Regions from separate parts of the Mus musculus genome. Here all the other regions are linked to region 1. The links are chromatin contacts, called in public promoter capture Hi-C maps. All regions are on one chromosome and are shown on one strand. Each heading gives the region's core, a stretch centred on a gene start, on an enhancer-like site or on the middle of the called end of the contact. The rest is flanking DNA. Distances are from core to core; before and after follow the strand shown. Region 1 holds the start of Vta1 (vesicle (multivesicular body) trafficking 1). Region 2 holds the start of Shprh (SNF2 histone linker PHD RING helicase). Region 3 holds the start of Ccdc28a (coiled-coil domain containing 28A). Region 4 holds the start of Fbxo30 (F-box protein 30). Region 5 holds the start of Reps1 (RalBP1 associated Eps domain containing protein). Region 6 holds the start of Heca (hdc homolog, cell cycle regulator). Region 7 holds the start of Cited2 (Cbp/p300-interacting transactivator, with Glu/Asp-rich carboxy-terminal domain, 2).

Region 1 (3,603 bases), core at 579-3,078:
CAGAAACTGCAGTACAGCCATACTGACTTTGTCATAAAAATGCCCATTCATGACTAGGGAGAAGGGATGCTACTGAAATAGAAACACCCATAAAAACCAGATGACAGCAGGCAAAAAGGTGAGGACAAGCGTGGACTCCCATTTCAAGTTTACCTATGACAGGAAGCTGTAAGGCTTAATTTTAGGGGACTGACATGAGAAGCACTTCTCTTGTTTTTGTTTGTTTGTTTGGTTGGTTCTTGTTGTTTTAAACAAAGAAAACAGGGGAATCAAGCTTAGAACAAAGGGCAGGAATGACCACAATGACACAGGAAGGAAAAGATCCTGGGTAGTGACAAAGGTGCACAGTTACAGGTTCATGAATAAGGATTGGCTTAGAGGGAAACAAAGGGCCCTGGTTCACAGTCCAGAGCCAGCCTCTTTGTTGTATCCAACTTCTCTCTGGCTCTATACTCTCCAAATCCTCACTCCTCCTCTTTTAAACTTCTCTGTGGACCTTCAGACTTTTGTTCCTTTTAAAGGTATATTCTTCAGCAATTGTGCACAAAGGTCTGGCTTCCATTGTCAACTGAGCAATGTGTTTCTGAACACAGGAAAATGAGGTCCCCTCTACAGTACTGTGGCACTTCTATGCCCGTTCCTGAAATTATAAAATGCGTACTGTTCAAACGCCCCTCCTCTCAGTAGTCCTAGGACCACAGGAGCTGGGTTTTAGTTTTTTTTTCCCAGTACTTAGGAATGCTCGTCAATAGGTAAAAAGGCTCAATAATTAGGATATGTTTGAAGATCATCAAAAGAACAAGAATGGTGGGAACAATACTGGTATGATTTTTATAAAAATGAAGTATAGCCACCGAGTGGCTTGCAGAAGAGGTGGGAATTCAGATCATAAATCAAGTGGAGAATGGCAATTATTGGTGGTGGTAGGGGGACATCCATGCACATTTGAGAAATGAGGTACATACATGTCCACAAGGGAAGGCTTGACTTGGTCCAGATTTTTGCTAACAATGTCCACAACAGAGGACACATCATTTCTGTATTCTGAAAGTTCTTTAGAAACTCAGAGTACAGTCATTTCTTGCAACAAAGATAGGAGTATAATATTCAAATCATAGTTTACATAAAACTACTAGTCCTATCCACTTCACCAACTCTGCATGTCTGAACGGAGTTCAAACTGTGTCCTCTTCAGTAGTATATACATCTCAAACTAGGAATATTGGCATTAAACTTCTTAACTTTCAGGATAGCTAAAGGATGACTCCAAATTCTTACTGGTGGTAATGAGGAGTACGGAAAACAAGTCAAGAACAGTCAAATTCAAATTTTCAGTAGTAGCCACTGTCCACTGAACCGTCTGAGTTTCGGAAGGGACCTGAAAGCTCTCGTGATTAATGCACAGCTTTCGTTATGTTTTCTGTTAGTCTCCCTTCCCACCCATCTCTGGGAAACCTATGACTATCGAGGTTCTCATTCCCAGAAGAAAGAACAGCCGGGAGGCGTGTCCGAGGCTCTAAGCTGGAGAGACGGGGGTCCGGGTGTGGAGGGAGTCTAGTACTTGGGGTCCTCCTGGCCGAGCCAGAGGTCAAGGCTCAGGTCTGAAGCCAGGGGGCGGGGCGGGCCTCAAGAGCGGAGGGAGGCGCGGGGCGCAACCGGGCGGGAGAACGGGGACTCGGAGGGACTCACAGTAGTAGGCCACCACGGGGTCCCGCTTGTCATGCTCCTGCGCCGTTCTCAAATGGTGCTGTATGCTCTTAAACTGCGCGGGCAGCGGCGGCAGAGGGGCCAGCGCGGCCATCTCCACTCCCGGAAGCGCTACTTCCTACTCGCCGGTCACAGATACTTCCGCTTCCGCCTCCGAGCGGGCAATTCTCACCCACGCATCCGTTGCTGAGACGCTTGTCCGCGACGGGTGCCCGAAGGAGACAAACTTACTGCCTGGTTTAAGGCAGTTATTATTTGGAGAATGAGAGTCTCCTGTGTCGCACACGGCTCCAGCGCTCTCTGCTGGTAAGCGGAGATAGAGGTTTTAAATTTAACTTTTGTTTTTGTTTGTTTGTTTGCATGGAATGAATGAAAGAGAAGAAAGGGGAAAATAACGTAAAGGACTTTAACTGCGAGAAAGGAAAACTTCCCCTCCCCTCTCTTTATCTCATGCGTGTGTGTTTTGTTGGGAATATTCTGGCAAGCGTATATACTACTAAGCTACCTTCTCAGCTTTCAAATTTTCCTTCCCTTCCCTCCCTCCCTCCCTCCCTCCCTCCCTCCCTCCCTCCCTCCCTCCCTCCCTCCCTCCCTCCCTCACTCTCTCCCTTGTCTTTATTTTTATGAGACTGGGTCTCACTAAATTGCCAAACTAAGCTTTGGACTTGAAATCCTTTACCCAGGGCTTCCCAGTTAGTAGAGATTACAGACATATGCATATAGATGGGCCACAGTGGGTTTTTTTTTTTTTTTGGTGGGGGGGGGGGAGGGTGGGGTGGAGTGGGGGGTGGAGGTGTCATTAGTTTTAACAGAGAAAATGATCACAAAATAAAAATTTATACATTCACACACACAGAAGTACACGTTATAGCCTTTCTAGAAACTGTAAAGAGATACTGAAAACATGTACTTAAAGGAGATTGGAACTGGAAACAACCATTGCTTTTAGTTTAGAAGTTTTAAATTCTTATATGAGAAACACTATGTTTAAATACTAGATTAAAATTTGCATGTCCAAATACTGGACTGAATAGACAGTCCTTTTCAAACTTGAAAGGTAAACACATGCGAACTAATAAGAATTGAATACTTTCTCTGATATGGCTAGTGCTTGTTTTAGTGAACTATGCGAGTTGATTAGTGGAGGAAGATGATGAACATTAGGAAAGTATTAGTCTGTCTTACTACTTGACAAGATAGAGTCCAGGAGAGTCTGCACTTCTGACTTTATAGCACACCCCACCTTTTCTTTATAGCAGTGATATTTATTTATTTATTTATTTATTTATTTATCTATTGCCACCTCTCCATTGCATAGTATCATCCTTAAGGACTTACATTTCATTTGAACTTTCCTGTATTTTTTTTCTTTTTGTTTGGGTTTTATTTGTTTGTTTGTTTTTTGTTTTGTTTTTTTGAGATAGGGTTTCTCTGTATAGCCCTGGCTGTTTTGGAACTCACTTTGTAGACCAGGCTGGCCTCAAACTCAGAAATCTACCTGCCTCTGCCTCTCAAGTGCTGGGATTAAAGGCGTGCCCCACCACCGCCCGGCTGAACTTTCCTGTTTTTTCAACGCCAATATTGGTATATAGTGTTTGCCTTATGTGGTTTACCACCAGAGTAACACTAGTATCACTGAATGAAAATGGTAGTGTTGCTTCCCTTTTTATACATGGAATGGCTTGAGACGTATTGCTATAGGTTCTTCCATAAAGATTCACTAAAATTCAATAGTGTCAGGCATGGTGGTGCATACCTTTAATCCCAGCATTCTGAAGGCAGAGGTAGGTGAATCTCTGGGGTCTAGGAAAATATAGTCTTCAGAGGGAATTCCAGGACAGCCAGGAACTTGTCTTGGGGGAGTGGAGGGACATCTAGTAGTAAACATTACTAGCT
Region 2 (3,603 bases), core at 731-3,230, 3.6 Mb before region 1:
CTAGCAGATGGTTTGCTCATGTGGCTTATGGGGGGAAAAGCATCCTTGTAACCTAAAAGTATAAACTGAAACAGTAAATGATGGAGAAGAAACTGTAAAGCTTTATCAGGAGAAAGAGAGCTAAGATTGGTTATGGGGTGGGAAGGCAGAGCAGTACAGAGTAAGCAAACCTCTTATGGAAGAACATGGCCTATAGGACTTCCACAGCTAAGGAGAAATCGGTGAGTGGCTTTAAACTTTAATTACAGGATGACTTTCTTCTGGGGAAATAATTCAACTGTTGACTTTAGGTTGGAGGTAAATACTAAAGCTGTAAAGGTTCTGTGGCTCTTAAAAAGTGTATTGCACGTCCCCCTTGATGGCAGATTATCTGCTTAATAAGTGTTTTCACCGAATATTTTGAGCTCATTGTTGAGATACACTGCTCAGAAAATTAAAAATATATACATTATTTTCAAATTATTGCTTCTAGGTTAATGTACCTAGTTACCCCAAAGCTTCAGTGCAGGTGTCTAGTGAGATTGATATTCTTTTCATGGCCATGGAGCAAGGAGTCACTTTGGTTGTTACATCTTTTTGTTTAAGAAATACATTCTAGGGAGATAGCGGAGAGTGAGCTCAGAGGTTATGAGATCACTCTTCTCTTGCACAAGATCTGAGTTCAGCTCTGAGCACCCATATTGTGTGGCTCAGCCTTGTCGGATAGAGTAGTGATCTCTTTCTTTGCAAACCAGAACTTGTGTTTATTTTTAACACGTTTCTATAGGTGCCTCCTCTTCTGCCAGCCAGGAGCTTGACTGAGCAGCCATCAGCTTCAAAGCAAATCCTCTATCAAGAGAAAGGTACTGTGCTGAGAATTCAGTCAAAATATTTAAACATTTTGATATTTATACTCTGTTTAGACATGATGTATACTTACTGGACCACAACACAGAAACCAGAAAAAAAAATTAAAATTTTCTTAATTGCAATATTTATCACTATGGACTGGATCCAAGCCTAGCTTAGACATGATACAACACACCTGTATTGTTTCCAAACAAGGCAGCTGAGTTATATGAAAAGTGGGGATTCACGTGTAAGATCTGAGTGTGTCCAATAAGTCGGTTCTCCTGTCTGTACTATCATTAGATTATTTACCATCTACTAGGTGGTAAGACACAGTATTTTCATGAACAGATGTCTCACAACAGGGAATTTCCAGAAAGCCAAATAACAAGCGAACCTTTTCCTCCCCTGGAATTAGCTCTGGTGATTACAAAACAACCAAACAAACAAACAAAAAAAAAAATTACTCCACAGAAAAAAATTCGAAGGACATACAAAGCACTTGGTAAACACACTATTGAAATCCTCAGAGGAGAGACTTTTATGTCTACTGAAGATAGAATTCTCCCTTTGGAAAAGATACTGGGAGGCCTGCTTCAGCATAGCTGTATAATTTTTTTTCTCTTAAAACGTTTAAACATTTAAAGCCTTAGTAATTTTCTTGGCAAGAATAAATTTCTCTCTGGCTTCATTTTTCTCAGTTCCTTTTGAAGACATCGTCTCTGCCTTTTTTTTTTTTTTTTTTTTTTTTCCTTAGCAGATCGAATTCTTTTGGTTTAGTGGATTAATTGTATATTTGTTTGGGTATTATAATTGCTCAGCATCGTGAATTCCGTTTTATGTAACTTTCTGCCTTTTTATGAAAACCACAACTCACATCAAGCCTACCGCTCTGGCAAAGAGCCCCGCCCTCTCTGGCAAGAGGTCCCGCCCCTTCTTTCGGGCCCCGCCCATCCTGCATTTGCTAAAGCCACGGGAGGCGGGGAAAAGAGAGAGGCACAACCACCGCGAGACTTAAACCGTCTTCTACCGGGACCTCAGGGACGGGACATGCGCAGAGGTGCTTTTTGAAGCCAACACCGGAAAGAGGGGCGGAGCGTCCCGACTGGTCCTGCGCGTTCGCCTGGAGCGAGCGCTCCTGCTGGCCTCCTCAGCTGGCGCTGGCGGCTTCCGGCCTGGGTGCCAGGCTTCACCCAGCGTGCAGCGCGCATGCGCAACTCCCGCAGGTGAGTGTGGCGACTGTGGGCCCGGGATCTGCAGCCTGCGAGGAGGGCCGGGCCCGGCGACAGGTGCCTGCAGAGCGGCTGAGGTAGGTGAGGGTGCGTGCGGGCTCTGGGGTTAGAGTCGCGGCGGAGGGAGGCTGGCTCTGCGCGTCAGGGAAACTCCGAGGGCTCCTGCGCAGCTCCGGGATCCGGAGTGATCGGCCCTGCGAGGCCCCGCGGCTCGGCCCCAGCCCGGACGTGGGCCGAGCCCTTCTCGCGTGGGACGGGTGCTTGCTGCCCACGCTTGCGTGCTGAGGCCCTGTCACGAGCTGTCCCTCCGGCTCCTTCTTCGAGGATAACTTGCCTTGCAGGCTGGCGGTGCGTGGGACGACAGGTAGCTGGGAGGGATGCAGAGGCCGCCAAGTTAGGCTGGCAAACTCTCAAGCATTACAGTCGCCTGCAGAAGCGCCCTGGCTCCTGTGCATTGTGTGCACTTTGACGCTGCAGGTAGCGCTAGGTTGGTGAACGAAGATGTTGGTTTCTGGTTAAGGTACCCTGTGGGAGGAACGGTATTGTTTACAGTCTTGCCTTTTCACCGTGGTGCCTTTTAATCCACTTGGCTTGAATTTATCATGGCAAGTCTATGTTTTTCTCCTACGTGTTTGCCTTTGCTCCTGTATTTGCCTAGGTCCCATGATCGCTAACACCACTTTATTCTTTGTCTAAGCTTTTACTCTTTGTCTCAGTTAGGGTTTTACTCCCGTGAATAGACACCATGACCAAGGCAAGTCTTATAAAGGATGACATTTAATTGGCACTGGCTTACAGGTTCTGAGGTTCAGTCCATTGTCATCAAGGTGGGAGCATGGCAGCATCCAGGCAGGCATGGTGCAGAAGATGCTTAGAACTCCACATCTTCATCTGAAGCCTGCTAGCAGAATACTGGCTTCCAGGCAGCTCTTGCAGTCACACACTTACTGCAACAAGGCCACACCTATTCCAATTGGTCCAAACCTTTGAATAGTGATACTCCCTGCCAATCACACTGTTAATCCATAAAACTAGTGTGTGTGTGTGTGTGTGTGTGTGTGTGTGTGTGTTCTTCCCTCCTCTGTATAAGGATCGATCGAAGTTTTGTTAACGCTTTGGGATTGTCAAGCTCATTGGAATTAAAAGAGCAGTGGTGTGGGGTTAAATACAACTAACATGTGAGACAGGCATTTATTTCTGATGTAGTGAGAGGTTTGTCTTCCTAGTTGTTGGCCATCAAGTATAGTATTATAATTTGTCTTCTTTAATGGGATTGTTTCTTAACTGAAAATTTCTACCAAACATGAGTGAAACTGTCACAGCATTTGATACATGAGATCATGGTTAAAGTGTTTCTTACCTGTTAGTTTTGTCCTTGAGGTGACCAATTACCAATCCCTTCTGATGGGAAGACACAGTGGGGTGTTCTTGTTGCAGCAGCTTGGTCACACCTTGTTGCTCACACCTGGGTAGATAAGAAAACAGACAGGATAGGAAACAAGACTGGTCCCCCAGGCTCAGCAACCAGCATCGGACTCCCTAC
Region 3 (3,603 bases), core at 317-2,816, 3.5 Mb after region 1:
ATCTCTCTCTCTCTCCCCCCAAGGTGTCACTATGTAGCTTTGGCTGACCTGAAATTTGCTCTGTAGACTCAGCTGGCCCGAACTCATTAAAGGCATAGCTCTATCCCTCCTGGGATTAAAGGCATCAAAAGTGTGCACAGCTTCACCTTTTCTTTTTGAAAAACAATTCTGCTCTATGTCCTTGGCTGGCTGAGAAATTACTACGTAAGCCACGCTGGTTTCCAACCTGTGATGATCCTTCTCCCTCGGCTCTTGAGTGAGTCCTGGAAGGATGGGCATGTGCCACAAGTCTAGCTCTTTCGATTTGAATTTTCTTAATTCTATTATTAATTTATCACAAAAAAGTGTCAGAAAATGCATACCTGTTCCCCCCTTCAAATCGTTAACTGCACTATGAATTTAAAAAGATTTACTTTATGTATGTGAGTATAGTGTTACTCTCTTTAAACACACCAGAAGAGGGCATCAGATCCCATTACAGATGATTGTGAGCCATCATGTGGTTTCTGGGAATTGAACTCAGGATCTCTGGTCGTTTAAAAAATACTGTGGGGCTTAAGAGATGGCTCTGCAGTTAAGAGCACTGACTACTCTTTTCGGAGGTCTCTTTTGATTTCCAGGCCCAACAATGCTGCTTATGACAGTAACTTCTGTCCCAAGGTATCCAGTGCCCTCTTCTGGCCTCCAGGGGCACAGTGTGCACCTGTACACAGTCATCTAATAAAATTTAAAATCTAAAAGTGTTGAATTTAGTCCTGCCATGACTATTTTAAAAGACTGAAACTGACTTCTGTCACTCCTAAAAGAATTAGTCGGGAATTATACAGGTAATTTATTTTTGTTTTGCTAGCTGATGTGGGTTTTTCTTGGAAAAGGGTACAGCATTCAGTCTCTTGTCTCAGATACCAAGAGCGAATCCACTTGAGTCATTCGGGAATTGTTTAGCTGTAATACAGATTAAATAAAACTTTGAAGATGACGGAGCAGGTTTCCAAGAGATGAGGATCTGTATAATTGGTGATACATATAAACACGCTAACCTTCAAATCTATGGATGCTAATACACATTTGGTAACAAAAGAGGAGGAAAAAGCAAAAACCAGTTAATACATAAAGCATCGCCAATAAACCAATGGTCCCCGAGGGACCAAGCTTGCGATGTCCTCTTTTCTGAAAGATAACATCTGTCACAAGACCCTGAAATCCTTCTTGTATGACAAACACGAGGGACCTTTCCAGAGGGGACGAACTGCTCACGGTTGAATGTCAGGCCTCGCTGCCAACCAGAATCACCAGAGGTGCCTCTGGACTTTGCCTCATTCATTTCCCTTCCGCAACCCAGCCCTGCGATGACCCATCTACACTCAGCGGTGACCAGAGCAGGTGCTGAGGGGCTCGAATGAACAGGTTGCGGGGTCCCCTTACCCCATTACATACCGGAGGGAGAAAAGGCTGTGGTTACCCTTCCTCGGCTAGGAAAAGTAAGAGAGCGTTCAAAGCCTCCGCCAGGGCTGCATCAAGAGCCCAGCTCGTCTGCCTGGGTCACAAACCCAGGCAAGCGCCCTTTGTTTACGGAAGTGACGTAATCTGGGCGGGGCCCTCCGAGAGGCGAAAAGCCCCGCCTCTCCCAGGTCCCTTAGCGATGCTCGCGTCTCTGCTTTGGGCTCCGTCTTCCCATAGCCGCCTTCAGGTATGGCTCCAGCGGCTGCGGGAAAGAGGAGTTGTTGTTGGCCACTCCACTTCTGCCTGTCTCATGGCCTCATGGAAACTGGCTGTATATTGTCCTCACCGGAAGCGGCCAGCCACCTCGGTGAAGGACCGCCCCATGCACTGCAATTCCCAGCATGCCTTTCGAACAAATCGAAGGCGGAGCCTATTGTCCCCTTGCGGCGGATCCACACCTCGGATTGGCTGCTTTTAGTTTGGCTTGAGAAGCGGTATTGGGTTCAGCATCCCTGATGCTGTGCCGCCAAGTGTGATTCTGTAAATAGCCAGTATCCAAGCATTGCAGTTGGGTGTGGTGGGGGTGGGGTGAGTGCGTTTAGGTTTTCTGTGTACCTGTCTGTCTGTCTATCAGTCTTTCTTCGTTTTCTTTGCCTTTTTTTGACCAAGTCTCGTATAGCCGACACTGCTCAGGAACCGGTTATGTTGTTGAGATCTTCCTGCCTGCGCTTCTCATACGGGTATGTGTCACTCGTCCCACTTTACCTCACTACAGTCCTTTAAGGTAATGTCAAAATCCCCGTTTTAGAAGTGATTCTGAGGTCGGGCGTGGTGGCGCACGCCTTTAATCCCAGCACTTGGGAGGCAGAGGCAGGCGGGTTTCTGAGTTCGAGGCCAGCCTGGTCTACAAAGTGAGTTCCAGGACAGCCAGGGCTATAAAGAGAAACCCTGTCTCGAAAAAACCGAAAAGAAAAAAAAAAAAAAAGAAAGAAAGAAAACAAATGAAATGATTCTGAGATTCAGAAAGGCTAATCAGACTTGCTGCCTGACTCCCCACTTCATCCCCGGGATTAGGAATTGAGGGCTAAGAGAGAAGGCTCAACCCTAAACTAAAGAAAACTTACCTTTCCCTCCTTGATGTGGATGCCTTCTCAGAGGGAAGATGGGACTTTTTAGATTCCGACTTTCTTAGATTGAGGTGACCCTGTCCTTCAATCTCCCCATTACCTAGGGAGGAAATTGTGTCTAGAGATTATATTGAGACAGAGCAAAAATGGAGTTACTAAGTACTTAAACTCATACTATGAGATGTTCTTCCATTAGGAAAAACAAAACCAAAAACTTGGAATTCTTAAAAAAAACAAACCAAAAAACAAAACAAAATAACAAAAACAAAAAACCCCCACAGATACAGCATTCATGGTTCCAGTTTCCAAAGTGAACACGTGTTAGGTTTCATAATTTGGTATTTTTAGGGTAAAGAACTTGAACTTAAGAAAAGGCGGAATTCTCCTGTTTGGCATCTCTGAATGGTTGTATTTTGTGAATTGATCTACAACTTGGTTTTTAAGGAATGTCATGGCCTAGGTTCTACTTTTATAAAATTATGCCATGAAAGAATGAAAGAGGGAAAGCAGTTTGGGAGCAGGCCACAGTGTGGTGCTATATTGACTTGCTTCGGAGCTGAGACCTACATGGGAAAGTTATCCCAAAAGCGATGCTATTGTTTGGCTATCTTTGTAAAACTTGGTGCCTTCTCTGCTCTGAGATGAGCTCTAAAACACTACTGAGAGATTGGAGAAGAGCTCTCCAGGGCTGAGGACCCCCAGAGACTTCTTGAAGGGACAAGTGGGCTTTTGGAGAGCTGCTGGGAACTGAAAGTACCAGGAGGATCCGCTAGGTGAAACAGCCGTGAGTGAGTAGCCATTTCTCAAGAATGTATGTATTGTGTCATAGAAGAAACAGTAGGGCCTGGGGTGGGACTTTGGGGGAGCACTGGCCCAGCATGCTTGAGGCCCTGGGTATGAGTTTTGTCACCAAAAGAGGCAAAACAGTGAATCCAGAGGAACTATTTCATTTTTACTCTAAGATGTAACAGGTTTTTAGCAGGAGGCCAAAAAGTCTTTAAAATGAGACTGTTCATTTTAAAGACTTAGACAT
Region 4 (3,603 bases), core at 706-3,205, 3.4 Mb before region 1:
CTATTAGCCTTGACACTGAATAAATGGAAAAACAATTTGTCAGGATTTGTTTAGCCAATTCAATTTTCTCTGAAAACTCCTATCTCTTATAGTTCAGTCTTGCCTGCAGGCTTTATGACTGTGGTCTTATTTTAGCTAGTTTTGTGTATGTATGTGAAGCCAAGGACCAACCCTAGGTCCATTCCTCAGGAACCATCTAACCTACTTTTTGAGAAAGGGCCCTGGGAAGCACTCATAACCACCACTCCACCTGGCTTTTTACATAGCTGCTGGGGATGGAACTCAGGTTCTCTTGCTTGCTCAGCAAAAACTTTACCAACCTTCCCGTCCCATAGTTTTTATAGCATCCCACCATGAAATTGACCTCTAGAAAAAAAATAGGGTACGTATTCTTCCTAAGCCGATGCAAGACTAATTTAAGAACGTGGTAGGGGGGTTGTGCTCCTCTCTTTAAAGAGAGCAGACAGGTCAAACCTGCTACTGCTTATTTGTTTATTTTAAATTGCCAAAGTACCTGTTGCTTTCTGGGTGGCTAAGCCACATAAATGGTAGTTTTGTTCCACAAGTCTAGCCCAAAGTCCACATATACTTCCGAGGACATCTTTGAAGACCTTTGATTCCTGGTAGTCTCTGGTTGCCACTTATGGAAGAGCAGAGGCTTCTGTTTGCCCTGACTCCTACTCAGCTTGAGGTGGGAGATGACCTAGTGTCAACTAGGTGATTTAGAGAGGCAGAAAGCCCCAAAGTACAATCAATCAGTATGGGAATGTTGAAGCTGTAGAGAGCCTTTGGGATTCCCTGCCGCAGTCCCCTTATTTTGCGGAAGGGGATGTAATGGAAGGATGTGTGACTCAATCGCGACCACCTGTCATGCACAAGCAACTCTCCCACCATTTCATCTGTCTGCTTCACTTTTCTTACCTGGCCCCTTTGGGTCTCACGCTCTGGGCTGACCGAAAAGCGCCTACCTCCTACAGCCAAAGCAGGCAAAAAAAAAAAAAAAAAAAAAAAAAAAAAAAAATACAGCGTCCTAAGCACCCCACATATAAGCACTAAATATTTCAAAAATCTGAATGTCTTCATTAAACCAAACCAAACCCCTGACCTTTACAGTGTGCTCAGTCTTAAGCTCCCCAGGGTTTTGTGTAGTTGTATGAAAGTGCTGGTTTTTAAGGTGAAGGACGGTGACTCTCGTGAGCCACCGTTTCCAACAGCTGGGGAGTAAAACTGCAGTCACCAGAACGGCCACCCAAGGGGGTTTTCTCACCTCCGCCCCTCCGCCAGCCAGGGCCAAGGCTCCTTCACGGTGGCTTTGAGGTGGGAGTTGGCAGGAGGCCTCCAGACGGGGTGGGCGTCGGTGACATCACCGTCCCTCAGCCTCACGCCCGGGCCTGGCGGTAGTAACGGGGACGCCTACACGCGGGGTGTGTAGCCCTGGATGGCCACGGGAAAGCTCCGGCCCTAAGACGTTTCCCAGAAGCCGCGCCGCGCCCTCTGGAGGCCGCGTGGCTCGCCCCACCGAAGCCGCCCGCCGCGGGCTGACGAGCAGCAGAGCCCTTACAAGGGGAAACGGGTCACAGAGCAGAGCGGTCACCGAGTCACAGGGCTCGGGCACGTGAGGTGGTGGCAGTTACCACCGACAACGGGGGCTGACCTATTTCCTGCGAGTGCGCGCTAGGAGGACGGGTCGCGCTCCTGGGCCTGCGTCCTCCACAGTGCCACAGGGGCTCGGAGAGTCCTTCCAAAAACAAACAAAAAGCAAAGGCGCGAAAGGCGGACCCGGCAGGGAGCACCAAGGGAGAGGCTGCCCCGTGGGTTCTCTGCGCTCGGCCTGACCGGCACAGGACAGCGTGCGCATCCTCGCCCGCTGTGCGTGCGCGTGCCCGCTCACCCGCTGCCGGGCCGGGGGGCGGGGCGCAGCGGGGCGGGGCGGGGCGCGCGAGGAGGGCGGTGGCGGTTGGAGGCCGAGGAGAAAAGGCGGCGGTCCGGGCAGGGCGGAGGCGCAGAGGATTGGGACGGGACGGGCCCCGTGCGTGGTCCGGTCCGGTGCGGGGACGCTGCGGAGCCGCCGGGCGCTAAGGCCAGAGAAGCCAGGGTTTGAGCGGCGCTTCGGCCCGCGCGGGCTGGTGAGTGTGGCGAGGCCGCGGGAGGCTGGCGCGGGGACGCGGGCGGGCGGGCGGGCAGCGGCCCGGACGGCGCGGGCCCCGGGGGCGGCGGGGCCGGTGGAGTCGGCGCAGTTCAGAGGCTTCCGTCCGGCTGGCCCCGTCCGGGTCGCGCCCGGCCGCCCGTGTGGCCTGCCCTTGAGGCTCCCGGCAAATGGCGCCCCGACCCCCGGGGACGCGGAACCGGGTGAGACCCCCACCTCCGCCCCCACCCCCACTGAGCGCAGAGGAGCCCCGGGGGACCCCGGAATGCGTGGCTCGCACCCTCTGCCTCGTAGGGACTTGAGGAGTTTGGGCGCAAACGGGTTAAAGGACGGCGAGGCATCTCCAAGTGTCTCCGCGGGATAAGCGAAGTTGGTAACTTTTCCATTCATGGAAGTGAGAGGCGCGGAGGCTTAGCTGTGGCCCTGGTTAAAGCGAGACTTAGGGATCACCCCCCCCCCCCCCAAGTTCCTGGGTTCCAGCTCGTGGAGTCCCAGATTGGAAGCAGGACAGGGAACGCACGGCGGATTCAAAGTCACTCGGGGATTACATTTTAACCTCGACGGAGGCCTGTGTTTGCCGCGTTTCTCCTGCTCCCCTCTCCCTTCTTTGAGTCCCGTGGTAAATCCCGGATAAAATAGATGCTTGGGAAGGAATTGACCTTTTCTTCCATGATTGCTTTGTTGACTGTGATCCAAGATGAAGTTATTTACGGGCATTCTGGTATCAAAGAGGGTTAACGTTTTTAAAACGAAGTCTCAAAAAGTTTCTGAGGTTCTTTTTTTTATTTGTTCCCTGCTAAATTTCAGGCAAAGTAAGTTACATTAACACGCTCTGCACGCTTTTATGTTAGTTTTCCCAAACAATCCTGTGTTGACTGACAAAGAGACAAAGGATACCATGAAGTATCCCTGTTTGATTTTTCTAAAGCATACAGTTTCGTTGAATCACTCTTCTTTATGCTTAGTCACTGTTTCTTGCTGTAGTAGTTTAGTTGAGGACAACATGTTTTGCTAACTTCTTAGATCACCAGTTTATACCCGATACTTAACATAGGGACATAAGCTTTTGTGTGTGTGTGTGTGTGATTCTAGAAATAGTAGGTGTTTTATGAATGATATAAGAAAACTGGAACTCTAATATTTCTGAATGTTTAGATTTAGGTTTAAAGGGTTTTTTGTTTATTTTTTGTCTTAAAATATAAAATACTTAAATAAAATATTCTTTTAAAAGTAATATTGCATAAAATAATTGCTAACACTTCCCATATGGCTTGAGAGGTGCTTTAAGGGCAGACAAACAGGCTTTAGTTAATGTGTTTACTGTTTGATATAGCATGTTTCTAAAATCTAACGCTTGGATAATCTTCTAAATAAGATTTTAAAACTGCTGTTTATTTAATAAAAGGAATTACTCTTGCTGGGCATTTTCCTGGAGAATATTTTTGCATTTATGTATT
Region 5 (3,603 bases), core at 368-2,867, 3.4 Mb after region 1:
GTAGAGTAACATGAAAATATCGCCACAAAGTGGCATCTATAAAGACTTACATAAAGAGCTTCACAGACGTTCATTTAGATTTAGCCTCCAAAGGAGGCATTTGGTGCCAGAGTTCTTCTTTCTGTTTTCTGGGCTGTTTGAGATAGGGTCTAGGTTGGCCTTCTGTGTTCTGTGAGGCTGAACATGACCTTGAACTTCTGATCCTCCTGTCCTCTACCTCCCAAATGGCTGGGATTACAGGTAAGCACCACCACACTTGATCTATGCAGTGCTGGGAATAGAACCCAGGGCGTTGTGCACACAGTGCTCTAACAAATGAGCTATATCCCCAGCCCTCTATGTCTGCTCATTCTTATAATGATGTCCCCTTAATGGGCTCTATGTAACAGAGAATAAAAACCAAACTTGAAAAGCCCTCTGTGTAATCTTCCTTGGCTCCCGTTTCTGAAATACTTCATATTTAATGCTGACAAGGTCGCGGGCTGACTGGTGATGGTATCCCTTCACTAGGAAAGAAAAGGCAGGGGATCAAGAGTTCAAGTCCAGCCTGACTTCATAGAGTTTCAGGAAAGAAATACTTTTAAAAGATTAAAGGCTCGTTAAGGGTCTATGAACTCCAGAGACAGATGCAGATTAAGACTCCCCCCCCCCCACCCCCCAGAGGAAGGAAGGGATGGTGAGCAACAAGAGGGCCTGGAGTTGGCTGAAGGCCTACACAGGTTTCCCGAGTGGATGGCATAAACCGACAGTATTTGGTTCTCGGTGAAAAAAAAAAAAAAAAAAGGTGACTTTTTTTTTCTTTATTTCTATTTTTTCAAACTTGGTTTTACAGAAGACCCGGCTTGGGACCAGATCGAGTTCAGCCTTGGTTTAAGCGTCCACACCTGAGCAAGCTTCCCTGCTTCAGTGGACGGCGCAAAGCGATGCACTTATCCTCGTTAAGTGCAAACCGTTAGGAAATGCTGCACGCCAGAAGCTGCCGCACCCCAGCCCGCAGTGCGACCTGAACCCTCCGCGTCGCTGGGACGCCGGTCGGTCCCCAAGTGCCCCCAGCCTGGGGTCCTCGCGGAGGGCGCCCAGGGCCACTCGCCGCGCCCCGCCGTGCCGCGGGGCTCCGGCCAGCAGGGGGCGCTGCGGCCCGCTCTCCCGGGAGCGGCCGAGCCAGCCCGGTGGGTGTTTCTCTCTCTCTCTCTCCCTCTCCCTCTCCCTCTCGCGCTCTCTCCTCCCGGCCTCACATCCGGGTCTGGAGCGCGGCCGCCGCTGTCAGTGCCGGGCCGGGGCGCAGTCAATGGCGGCCGAGGGAGGCGGAGCGGCGGCCACGCGCAGCCCCGAGCCCCCGAAACTTTAGACTTCGGAAGCCCCACAACTTCTCGGAGGGGGGCGCGTGGGCGGAAGGGGAAGCCGAGGCGGGAAGCCCGAGGGACGCGGCCGAGCCCGGAGCCGCCGCCTCCTTTTCCCCACGCCGAGCTTGCGGCCGCGCACAGCCGCGCGCCACCGCCGCCGGCTGCCCCGGGCCACACGAGCTCGCGGCCCCGCGGGGAGGCCGTGCCGTGCGCAGTACCCCGCCGGCCGCCCCGGGTCGCGGGGCCGGCGCCCGGGTGGTGCATGCGGGGCGGGGCGGCCGCCGGGCCGAGGCGAAGATGGAAGGCTTGACGCTGAGCGACGCCGAGCAGAAATACTACTCGGATCTCTTCTCCTACTGCGACATCGAGAGCACCAAGAAGGTGGTGGTCAACGGGCGAGTGCTCGAGCTGTTCCGGGCCGCGCAGCTGCCCAACGACGTGGTCCTCCAGGTACCGCCGCGTCCCCGGCCGCGCGGGCCCCGGGCAGCGGCAGCGGGAGTGGGCTCCCCCGGGGACGGGCAGAGGCCGCAGGTGCGGGAGCGGGGTGCGCGGGGACCCCTGGAGGGGGAGGGCTCGCCGTCCGGGTGGGGGCGGGGGTCTGCGGAGCCTGCATCCCTCCGGCAGCCTGTGCACTGGAAGAGCAAGGTCCCGGGTCTCTCGGGTTGTGTGTGCATCCTAGCGTCTGCTGGATATGCCTACTATAGTCACATAGCTCTTCGACTCCCGCACAATAGGAAAGTTACGACTATAGGCAGGCAAAATGCCATATGGATTTTTGAGCGAGCCGAGCAGACTCGATGAAGTGAGATTTGTTACGCTTAAGGTATCCAAGAAGCAGGTGGTTTGGGTTTTTTTTTTAGGGGGGGGGTTGTTTTGTTTTGTTTTAAATTTAAGGAAGCTGTGTTCTTAGGGGAGACTAAGAAATTTGAACTTCTGGCTGATACTTGGCATGTAGATAGATGTGAAAAGAACTTGGTCGTAGAATGGGTGGCCGGTGGACAGTATCTTCTAGTGCCCTTCCCGGGAATAGTCAGTGGAGCTTGTGGGTTTGGTTTGGGATTTATTGAACAGCTGGAATCAGACAGCGGATAGTCTCCTCAGTCTGTAACTCTGCCACTCGTAACTCTGTAGCAGCAAGGGTAAACCTTCTTTGTCGCCTGTTTTAGAAGTGCTAATATTTGTGATGAGCATTAATGCTACTGCTTAATGATTCATAGCTGCTATAGTAAGAGCCTGTTTAAACTGTATGGGAGGAAGGAACCGTCTTAAGTTTTCATCCTCATATTGATCCCAAGCCAGTTATCCAAATCTCCAAACACATGGAGATGGAAGTGGATATAATGCAGTGGAAGCAGAATATTGGGCCAGAGGTTTGATTTTACTTTGTTTTGAGACAGCTTATTGCTTTATATCCCAGACTAGCCCTGAACTCAGGGTCCTGTTGCCCCCTCAACTGCTCAGGTGCTGGGACGTGGGTGTGGGCTGGGCCAGGAGTCTCCAGGCTTTTAGAAATCTCATCACTCTGCCTCCTCAGCCTCCAGTTCTCTGAGGCCCATCTTAGAGTGAAAGTCAGTTTTCTTCTAACAGAAACCCTTGTGATATAAAAATTTCTACACACACCTCGAATATAGACAATACCCGAGTGCCTACTGTGGTTTAGGGAGTGAATTCTTTCTCACTTTGCTTTTGTTTCATTTTGTCATTTTTTCTTAACCCTGGGGTGTGGTGGGGAAAGGTGAGTGTTTTAGGTACCAGGGAAGGATAAGAAAGTCTCAGATCTGTGCTGCTGAAGAGGACAACATAGTGACAATTTTAGGCTTTCCCAACAATTCAGATTCTGTGTGGATTCACTGTTTTTGTTTTTATGGCCCTCTTACGATGAGGAAACCAGGTTTAGCTTGGGTTCACACAAAACATCCCATAGTTTGCTGATGGGTTAAATGATATGGGGCTAGTGTCTAATGGATTTGGTACAAAACTTACAGGTTCTGGACAAGAAGCCCCCCATATTCTATTTTAGCTCATGTCTTTGGGGTTCAGAGTTAACTGGAAATGACTTTGTCATTCTAATGGTACACAAGACTTTTTTAGGGTGTTTACATGTTTAGGGCATAGAAATTAGTGTCCATTAACCTCCAGCTGAGATATGTTCAATTGAATCCAACTTATTTTCATATTTTACTCAATTGTATTGGCATTTGAAAATAAATTTCTATTATCTTTGTACATAGGTAGCTTAAGTCGTTTAAATATTTGGGAT
Region 6 (3,603 bases), core at 311-2,810, 3.2 Mb after region 1:
ACGATTCTAACGATTCTCATCTACTTACATTAAAATGTACATTTTTTTCCCCTGAAAAACTACCTGAGAAGAAAAAAGTTTAAAAGCTGCCCAAATAAATGTCAGGCATCCTGTGGTAAGAAGGGAAAATCCTGTCACACCTTAGCTATTACCTGCATTCCTCCCTTCTAAAGGATCATTCAAGCGCTCATGAAATTATCAGGGCTTCTTCAGAAAAACAAATGTGAAACAATTATACAAGGGACAGGAAAAGAAAGAAAGAAAGAAAGAAAGAAAGAAAGAAAGAAAGAAAGAAAGAAAGAAAGAAAGAAAGAAAGAGAAAAGAAGGAAAGGAAGAAAAGGAAGAAAAGAGAGAAAGAAAGAGAGAGAAAAAAAAGAAAAAGACACCCAAACACTTCAGGTTGGGAACGGAAGTCAAGTTCAGATTCTCTTCCTTCCTCGAGCAAGACAAGAGAATTAAATGAACACCACACACACACACACACACACACACACACACACACACACACACTCTCTCTCTCTCTCTCTCTCTCTCTCTCTCTCTCTCTCTCTCTCTCTCTCTCTCTCTCTCTCTCCACCTGTGGCAATCAGGCAACAGGCCTACATCTGCTGGGAATTGCAGCTTTTCTTCTTTGGGGGCAATGGTGGGTGGGTGGGTCGCGGTGAGCAGGGAAGTTTCCAATCGGATCATTCTAACTTGGGCTCCTTTTCCTGCTTGCCCGCTGCCTCGCTCCCACCAACCCGGGACATTTCAGACTCAGCCCGCGCGGGCACCACGGGGAGCAGGCACCAACCGGAGCGCCGCCGCGGGGCCCGCAGCCCCGGTCCACGCCGCTCCGCGTGGGGACCACGAAAGGAAAGGCAGCGCGGGGCGGTGGGGCGGGGCGAGCACTTCCTGACTCGCATTGTCCACGCGCCGCCCGCGCCACCCAGGGCCCCGCCACCGCGCCCGCCCGCCCGTCGGTGAGGAAGTTGGCGCTCGCCCCGCCGCTGTCGTCTTACCATTCTTAGCGTCTCCCGCGGCTGCAGCCCCCGCAGCGACGGTGGCGTTGGCGGCGCCCGTGCCCGCACCTCCCGGGCCCGCCGCGCCGCCGGTGCCCACCGCGCCGGGCGACGCCGCCCCGCAGCCCGCCGCCGCCGCCGCCAGGGCCCCTCCGGCCGCCGCGCCTGTCGCACCCGCCGCCGCCAAGGCCCCGGCTCCATTTTCCTGCTCGTCCCCGCTGCTGTTGGCGCGCTTGTTTTTGCGGCCGCCTTTGCTGTTCTTGGGGTTGGGCATCTCCCCGGCCCGCTCGCGGGTGTCCCGGTCCCCGGCGCCCACGAAGGCGGCTCCCCCGCCGCACCGGGGCGGCCACGGAGAGCGCGGGCCGGCCGCTCTTCCTCAGGCGCCCGCCCCGCCGCGCGGCCCTCGCCGCGACATTCCGGCCGCCGCGCCCTCCGCGGCAGAAGCCGGCGCGGCCACGCGCGGCCACCCGAGGCTCGCAGCCGCGCGGGCGCAACGGGCCCCCGAGCAGAGCGAGACGCGGAGGAGCCCGAGGGAAAAGGCGGGTCTCGGGCTTGTTTTGATTCGGCTGCGCTGACACGCTCCAGGCCCGCCCCCGCCCGTGACGACACTGGGGCTTGAGCCCGGCCCCGCCCACCCAGTGACCTCACGGCAACTCGCTCCGCCCCCGTGACGTCACGCTCGGCGCTCAGCCCTCGGCTCTGGGTGACGTCATCCAGGCGCCTTCTTGGGAGAGGGAGGCTGGCGGGCTTCCCGCGTGTGCTGACAGCCACGACTGGGAGCCAGGCAGTGTTCGTGAAGTTGTTAACTGGCCTTCTGACCTTACTGGAGCTAAACCTGACAACGTGGTCTGGAAAAACAAACAGGTGACTAGAACAGGAGAGCAAAACAAAGGGTTTCGGATTAATAATTCGCTCAATGGCTCTGCGGCTCAACAATGGTAAGATAGGAGTTTCTGGAGAGTGCAGTTGAGCTCCTGTATGGGAATTCTTCAGTCTCGTGGTGGAAAGCTTATTTAGCCCAGACCTACCAACCAGAGACCCAAGGGTTCTGTCGGTTCTGTCAGAAGCAGAGCCAGCCAGGAGGAGCCAGGCTGCACAAAGAAGACTGAGTTGTCTGGAGAGAACGGCCGGGTTGTGAGGAGGACATCAGAGGTGAAGAAGTGAGGGCACAGCCATGCTCAGCAGTAGATGGCCAACACAAAAGAGACTCAGTTGAATCTTAAGAGGTTCTTTGTCTCAGAATGTTTTGTCAGGGATATATATATATATATGTGTAATCTTTTTAGGTCTTTTGTATAGACATATGGCTTCCAGTTTTCTGTTTTTTGTGGAATTCCTCACTGAACGAATACATCTATATGACTTTCTCATGCTTTTTCATTTGTTTGTTTTGTCCTATATTGTGTGTTTGTTTTCATCTTATCTATTTTATTATTATTTAGATGCATATTTGTTTTCTAAGAAGAGGCAGGAAAGCTGTGGATTCGGCTGGGAAGGGAGGTGGAGAGGATCTTGGCAGAGCTGGAGAAGGGGAAAGAAGAGCAGAATATAGTGTATTAAAAATCTATTATTAAAGAAGAAAAACGGAAAGAAAGAAAAAGAGATGAGAGCACAGGGTTCCTGGGAAGAGTTTGATGTAATCTCCTTTTCTGCACTCTCTTCTGCCCCTTTCAAAGACCCGCTCCTTTCCACCCTTCTGATCTCAGCTCATTTCTTCAGAATGATCCCATACCTTACCAGAAGAGCTGTCCCGAGTATCACAGTTTATTTCTCCTGTCTACCTCTGATTACGTTGGCAATGTATATGCTTAAATAATTTTCCTCTGTTCCCTCGCATGAAACAGCCATATTTTTATCTTGGGTGCCGTAAGAAACAACTGAACTGATCTTGGTGAATGTATAAATGACATTCTTGATCCATGACTACAGAAAAACACTGAACTCGTTTACAGTGTCTTCTTCCTATGGCGTGATCTTTAATCGACTGGACTGTTGAGGCAAGGCACTGTGGCTAGGTTGAAGGGTCTAGAAAGATGGCCAAGGAATTGCTCAGAGAAGAGCCATCCACATGACTTCCTAGCCAGGATTCTGATGGGCAGAGCCTGGAGCAACACTGTATTCTTGAGAGCAATTGCTAGTTGGACGCAGTACACTATATGTTAAAGGAAAGTAATTCTTTAGAAGGCCCAAATGATAGCTAAGATAGATAGGGAAGGAAGGAGGGAGAGGTGGAAGAGAGATGTGTGTGCTGGAGATTAGTATCAGGTGTCTTCCTTTATTCCTCTCCACCTTATTTTTTGGAGGCAGGGTCTCTTATGGACCTGGAGCTCACGGACATATTAGATGACCAGCTGGTGAGTTCCAGGGATCCACTTTTCTCTGCCTCCCAGCTCTGGGACTATAGATATGTGTGTCTGTGCACAGTTTTTACATGGGTCACATAAAGTTCTTAAGTTGGTACAAAGAGCACTTTACCAATTTAAGTATCTCCCCAGCTAGAGAATAGCTATTTTGTGCTTATGATGTGTTTATGTCTTATATTCACACATTGTGCGCACATACACACACCCTGTATCAGTAGAACAGGGCAGGTTGTGTTTC
Region 7 (3,603 bases), core at 658-3,157, 3.0 Mb after region 1:
TAGAACTGAAAGCCATGTATCTCTTGCTCACTTCTCCAAAAAGTAAACATTCTTGAGGTTTCAAAATCATTTGCATACAGGGTTATAAATGCTTGACAGTCTGGAAAAAGGGTAGACAGGAAGAGAGAAGGTTTTGTTGTTTGGGGTGCTTGAAAAGGGACCAACTTGGGGAAGACATAGGAGTAATGCCAAAAAAAAAAAAATTACTGAATGGGGCAGGCAATGTATCAGAATTTCCAGTTCTCAAGAAATACAGGAGAGAGAGAGAGAGAGAGAGAGAGAGAGAGAGAGAGAGAGAGAGAGAGAGAGAGAGAGACTGTTAGCTAGAAGGGTGAAAAAGAAACGAGATGGGGGAGGGGTACTGGCTCTTTACAGCAGGAAGTCGTCCATGGACATCGAGTTATGAAGAAACAACCGTACTCAGAAGTCCTTATTCGGAGCGCTAAACTCGATTTCACCACTTAAAGAGAGAGATACACGCTCCAAACAGCCTCATCCTGGTGTAGGAAAAATAACTCGCAAAGCAAGAGAGCTAGGACTGGATAGTGGCCCAGACCAGTGTTAGGGGTTTTATTTGCAAGTCAATGAGCCAAATGGGCGATCGGGCTCGTTGTGCTTCGTTCTGCAAGCAAGGTTATTATTATCACCGCCTATTGCTCCACTGAACAATTTCACTGAAAAGGAAGACTAGTAGCCGTGTGTGCGCGCACTGTGCCATACAGGACGTGCTGCTACGTGCCCACTTCCAAAACGACTTTATTTACAAAGCGATTACCAAGCTATCTATCTGTTTTCCTTTTGCAGCAGCAGCAGCCTTACTCAGCCCTCGAATTTCTTAATTACAAACCCGTTTGCTTCTAAATCAACCCCAAACCGTCAGGCAAGAGCCCGGAGGGAGGCTGTGCAAGTTTGCACACACCCCCACCTCCTGGATCAAGGGCAACAGCAGAAGCAAGTAACTGTGTATGTGCAAAAAGGTGGATCTGGGGACGAGGATCGCTGAGTTTGTTTACAGAGCAGGGACGCCTCAGCTCGGATGCCAAAGCTACCAAGAGCTGCAAACGCAAACTTAGCAGAAGCACACGTACTCCCGGAGCGTGGAGCAGGCCGTAAAGTGCGGAGCGGATTCCAGAACCCCGGGAGTGGAGCCGCCCCGGCCTGTGAGCGCGCTCGGTCCACCTGCAGCCGCTGCCGCTCCCCGCCCCCAACCCCTGTCCTTGAAAAGAGTGGAGGTGCGGAGCGGGGGTGAGGGGTGGGGAGTTAAAGGGTGCATCCACACTAAGAAAAATACCTCAGTTAGGTGTACGTGCTGCCTGTATATAAAAAAAAACAAAACCACAAACACAAACACAAAGGCGCGGCTCAGGAAAGCGCGCTCAGAGGACAGGACACGATCGGCCCAGGGCTTTAAAAATCTAACTCGGGAAAGCATAGCCATTCTTCGTAGGTTGGGAAGAGTTTGGCACCTAAGAAAACTCTGCAGGGCAGGGAGGCTGAGCGAACCCCTTTTTCCTGTAGAGGGCAGGGCAGATCACTAGGTAAGCCGGGTGAGCGAGCTGGGGGTGGGGAGATCTAGCCAGAAGGAGGTGGGGAGTGCTCCTTGCTCCTCTCCTGTAGATGCTTCCGTGCACTGGGTGGCCGGGAGGACTAGCTCCGTGTCCCTGAGGTGGCAGGCACAACCTCGCCTTTGGGAGCCAGAAAGCCACTTCGGTCCGGAGACCTGCTGGGCGGCGCCGGGGCGCGCAGCCGCTGCGCACGTGCAGCGCGGACTCGCGGACGCGGCAGAGGACCCGATCCAGGGTGCTGATGTTCCGGGATCCGTGTGTTTGCGCTTGCCGCCGGGGAGGCTGTCGCTCCGCCCTTCCTGAGATCCTTATATTAACAGTGGCCAAAGCCCGGAGAAACACAGCTCATTGTTGGCAGCTGCCTGGCGGTCTTGCGGAGCGGCTAGGGCAGCGGAGGAAAAGAAAAGGGAACGGCTCGGAATTTGCTCCAGCGGCTGCTGCAAGACCTCGGCGCCAACCTCGCACCGGCGAGCGCCTCACAGCCCATCGGCTGTCCCTCTATGTGCTGCTGAGCCGGTCCTGGACTCGACGAGCCCGCCTTCGGTGTTCCGAGCAGAAATCGCAAAGACGGAAGGTGAGCGCGGCGGGCGAAGCTAGCCAGGGCTGCTGCCAGCCTAGTCCTCCGAGGGCAGGGCTGGCTCCGGGGACAAGCGTGAGGCGGAGCTGGGGAATAACAACAGGATGTGCAACCACAGGGTGAGGAGGGCTGATTGAATGCCTGAAGTTCGCGGCCCGGCTCCGGGGCACTTCCTTTATTAGGCCACTTCAGGGAACCCAGGGGGGTGTGGGCTCCGGTCCCCCTCCCCCCGCCACACTTTCCCGGATCCTAGGGGAAGGGGCAGGTCGCTCAGCGCCAGGCTGTGCGGGTCCGGCAGGCAGCAGGTCCGCCGAGGTAGCGAGCTCGGGTGCACGGGCTGCTGGTGGGCTCTCTCGGGGGTGGTGGTCTGCAGCTTGAGACGTGCTCGCGGGTACGGGGGGCTACAGAAGTGGGGTGCGCTCTGGTGGGCGACACGTGTGGCGCGGGTCTCAGCGTCTGCTCGTTTCGCTTTCAGGACTGGAAATGGCAGACCATATGATGGCCATGAACCACGGGCGCTTCCCCGACGGCACCAACGGGCTGCACCACCACCCTGCCCACCGCATGGGCATGGGGCAGTTCCCGAGCCCGCATCATCACCAGCAGCAGCAGCCCCAGCACGCCTTCAACGCCCTCATGGGCGAGCACATACACTACGGCGCGGGCAACATGAATGCCACGAGCGGCATCAGGCACGCCATGGGGCCGGGGACTGTGAACGGGGGGCACCCCCCGAGCGCTCTGGCCCCGGCCGCCAGGTTTAACAACTCCCAGTTCATGGGTCCCCCGGTGGCCAGCCAGGGAGGCTCCCTGCCGGCCAGCATGCAGCTGCAGAAGCTCAACAACCAGTATTTCAACCATCACCCCTACCCCCACAACCACTACATGCCGGATTTGCACCCCACTGCAGGCCACCAGATGAACGGGACAAACCAGCACTTCCGAGATTGCAACCCCAAGCACAGCGGAGGCAGCAGCACCCCTGGCGGTGCGGGTGGCAGCGGCACCCCCGGCGGCTCCGGCGGCACCTCGGGCGGCGCGGGTGGCAGCAGCGCGGGCGGCAGCGGCGGTGGCAGCACCATGCCCGCCTCGGTGGCTCACGTCCCCGCGGCAATGCTGCCGCCCAATGTCATAGACACTGATTTCATCGACGAGGAAGTGCTTATGTCCTTAGTGATAGAAATGGGTTTGGACCGCATCAAGGAGCTGCCCGAACTCTGGCTGGGCCAAAATGAGTTTGATTTTATGACGGACTTCGTGTGCAAGCAGCAGCCCAGCAGAGTCAGCTGTTGACTCGGTTAACCTCGCAGGCGGAAAGAAATCACCCTCCCCACCCCACCCCCACCCCCAACTTCTTCGGTGTGAATTAAAAAAAAAACAAAAAAACAAACATTCCCTTAGACGCAGTATCTCGCTTTTCAGATCCTGAAAGGGTTGAGAACCTGGAAACAAAGTAAACTA

What was found. Promoter capture Hi-C pulls out the DNA fragments that hold promoters and counts their contacts.
Region 2: a promoter capture Hi-C map of pre-B cells shows a contact between it and region 1. The contact joins the promoter of Shprh here to the promoter of Vta1 in region 1. A contact is called at or near these places in 1 of 39 promoter capture datasets (pre-B cells) and 3 of 484 Hi-C or Micro-C datasets (CD4 T cells, liver and rod photoreceptor).
Region 3: a contact with region 1 is called in a promoter capture Hi-C map of pre-B cells. The contact joins the promoter of Ccdc28a here to the promoter of Vta1 in region 1. A contact is called at or near these places in 2 of 39 promoter capture datasets (the C10 cell line and pre-B cells) and 1 of 484 Hi-C or Micro-C datasets (the N1E-115 cell line).
Region 4: a promoter capture Hi-C map of pre-B cells shows a contact between it and region 1. The contact joins the promoter of Fbxo30 here to the promoter of Vta1 in region 1. A contact is called at or near these places in 2 of 39 promoter capture datasets (cranial neural crest and pre-B cells).
Region 5: a promoter capture Hi-C map of pre-B cells shows a contact between it and region 1. The contact joins the promoter of Reps1 here to the promoter of Vta1 in region 1. A contact is called at or near these places in 2 of 39 promoter capture datasets (cranial neural crest and pre-B cells).
Region 6: a promoter capture Hi-C map of pre-B cells shows a contact between it and region 1. The contact joins the promoter of Heca here to the promoter of Vta1 in region 1. A contact is called at or near these places in 2 of 39 promoter capture datasets (cranial neural crest and pre-B cells) and 1 of 115 datasets of contacts at active chromatin or transcription factors (astrocytes).
Region 7: a promoter capture Hi-C map of pre-B cells shows a contact between it and region 1. The contact joins the promoter of Cited2 here to the promoter of Vta1 in region 1. A contact is called at or near these places in 7 of 39 promoter capture datasets (the 3T3-L1 cell line, cranial neural crest, hippocampal neurons and 3 more) and 1 of 484 Hi-C or Micro-C datasets (the N1E-115 cell line).

What each region holds. Positions count from the first base shown.
Region 1 is chr10:14,703,661-14,707,263 of GRCm38.p6, forward strand. It overlaps Vta1 (vesicle (multivesicular body) trafficking 1), which reads right to left and starts at 1,829. Exons shown (of 8, transcript NM_025418.3): 1 at 1,690-1,829. The coding sequence starts at 1,801. It overlaps 1700016L04Rik (RIKEN cDNA 1700016L04 gene), which reads left to right and starts at 1,949. Exons shown (of 6, transcript NR_045824.1): 1 at 1,949-2,013.
Region 2 is chr10:11,147,450-11,151,052 of GRCm38.p6, forward strand. It overlaps Shprh (SNF2 histone linker PHD RING helicase), which reads left to right and starts at 1,981. Exons shown (of 30, transcript NM_001077707.1): 1 at 1,981-2,137.
Region 3 is chr10:18,233,415-18,237,017 of GRCm38.p6, forward strand. It overlaps Ccdc28a (coiled-coil domain containing 28A), which reads right to left and starts at 1,567. Exons shown (of 6, transcript NM_144820.4): 1 at 1,438-1,567.
Region 4 is chr10:11,279,375-11,282,977 of GRCm38.p6, forward strand. Fbxo30 (F-box protein 30) reads left to right here and starts at 1,956. Exons shown (of 3, transcript NM_027968.3): 1 at 1,956-2,126.
Region 5 is chr10:18,054,323-18,057,925 of GRCm38.p6, forward strand. Reps1 (RalBP1 associated Eps domain containing protein) reads left to right here and starts at 1,618. Exons shown (of 20, transcript NM_009048.2): 1 at 1,618-1,793. The coding sequence starts at 1,641.
Region 6 is chr10:17,946,507-17,950,109 of GRCm38.p6, forward strand. Heca (hdc homolog, cell cycle regulator) reads right to left here and starts at 1,561. Exons shown (of 4, transcript NM_001033432.3): 1 at 1,003-1,561. The coding sequence starts at 1,276.
Region 7 is chr10:17,721,321-17,724,923 of GRCm38.p6, forward strand. Cited2 (Cbp/p300-interacting transactivator, with Glu/Asp-rich carboxy-terminal domain, 2) reads left to right here and starts at 1,908. Exons shown (of 2, transcript NM_010828.3): 1 at 1,908-2,139; 2 at 2,618-3,603. The coding sequence starts at 2,626. The coding sequence ends at 3,435.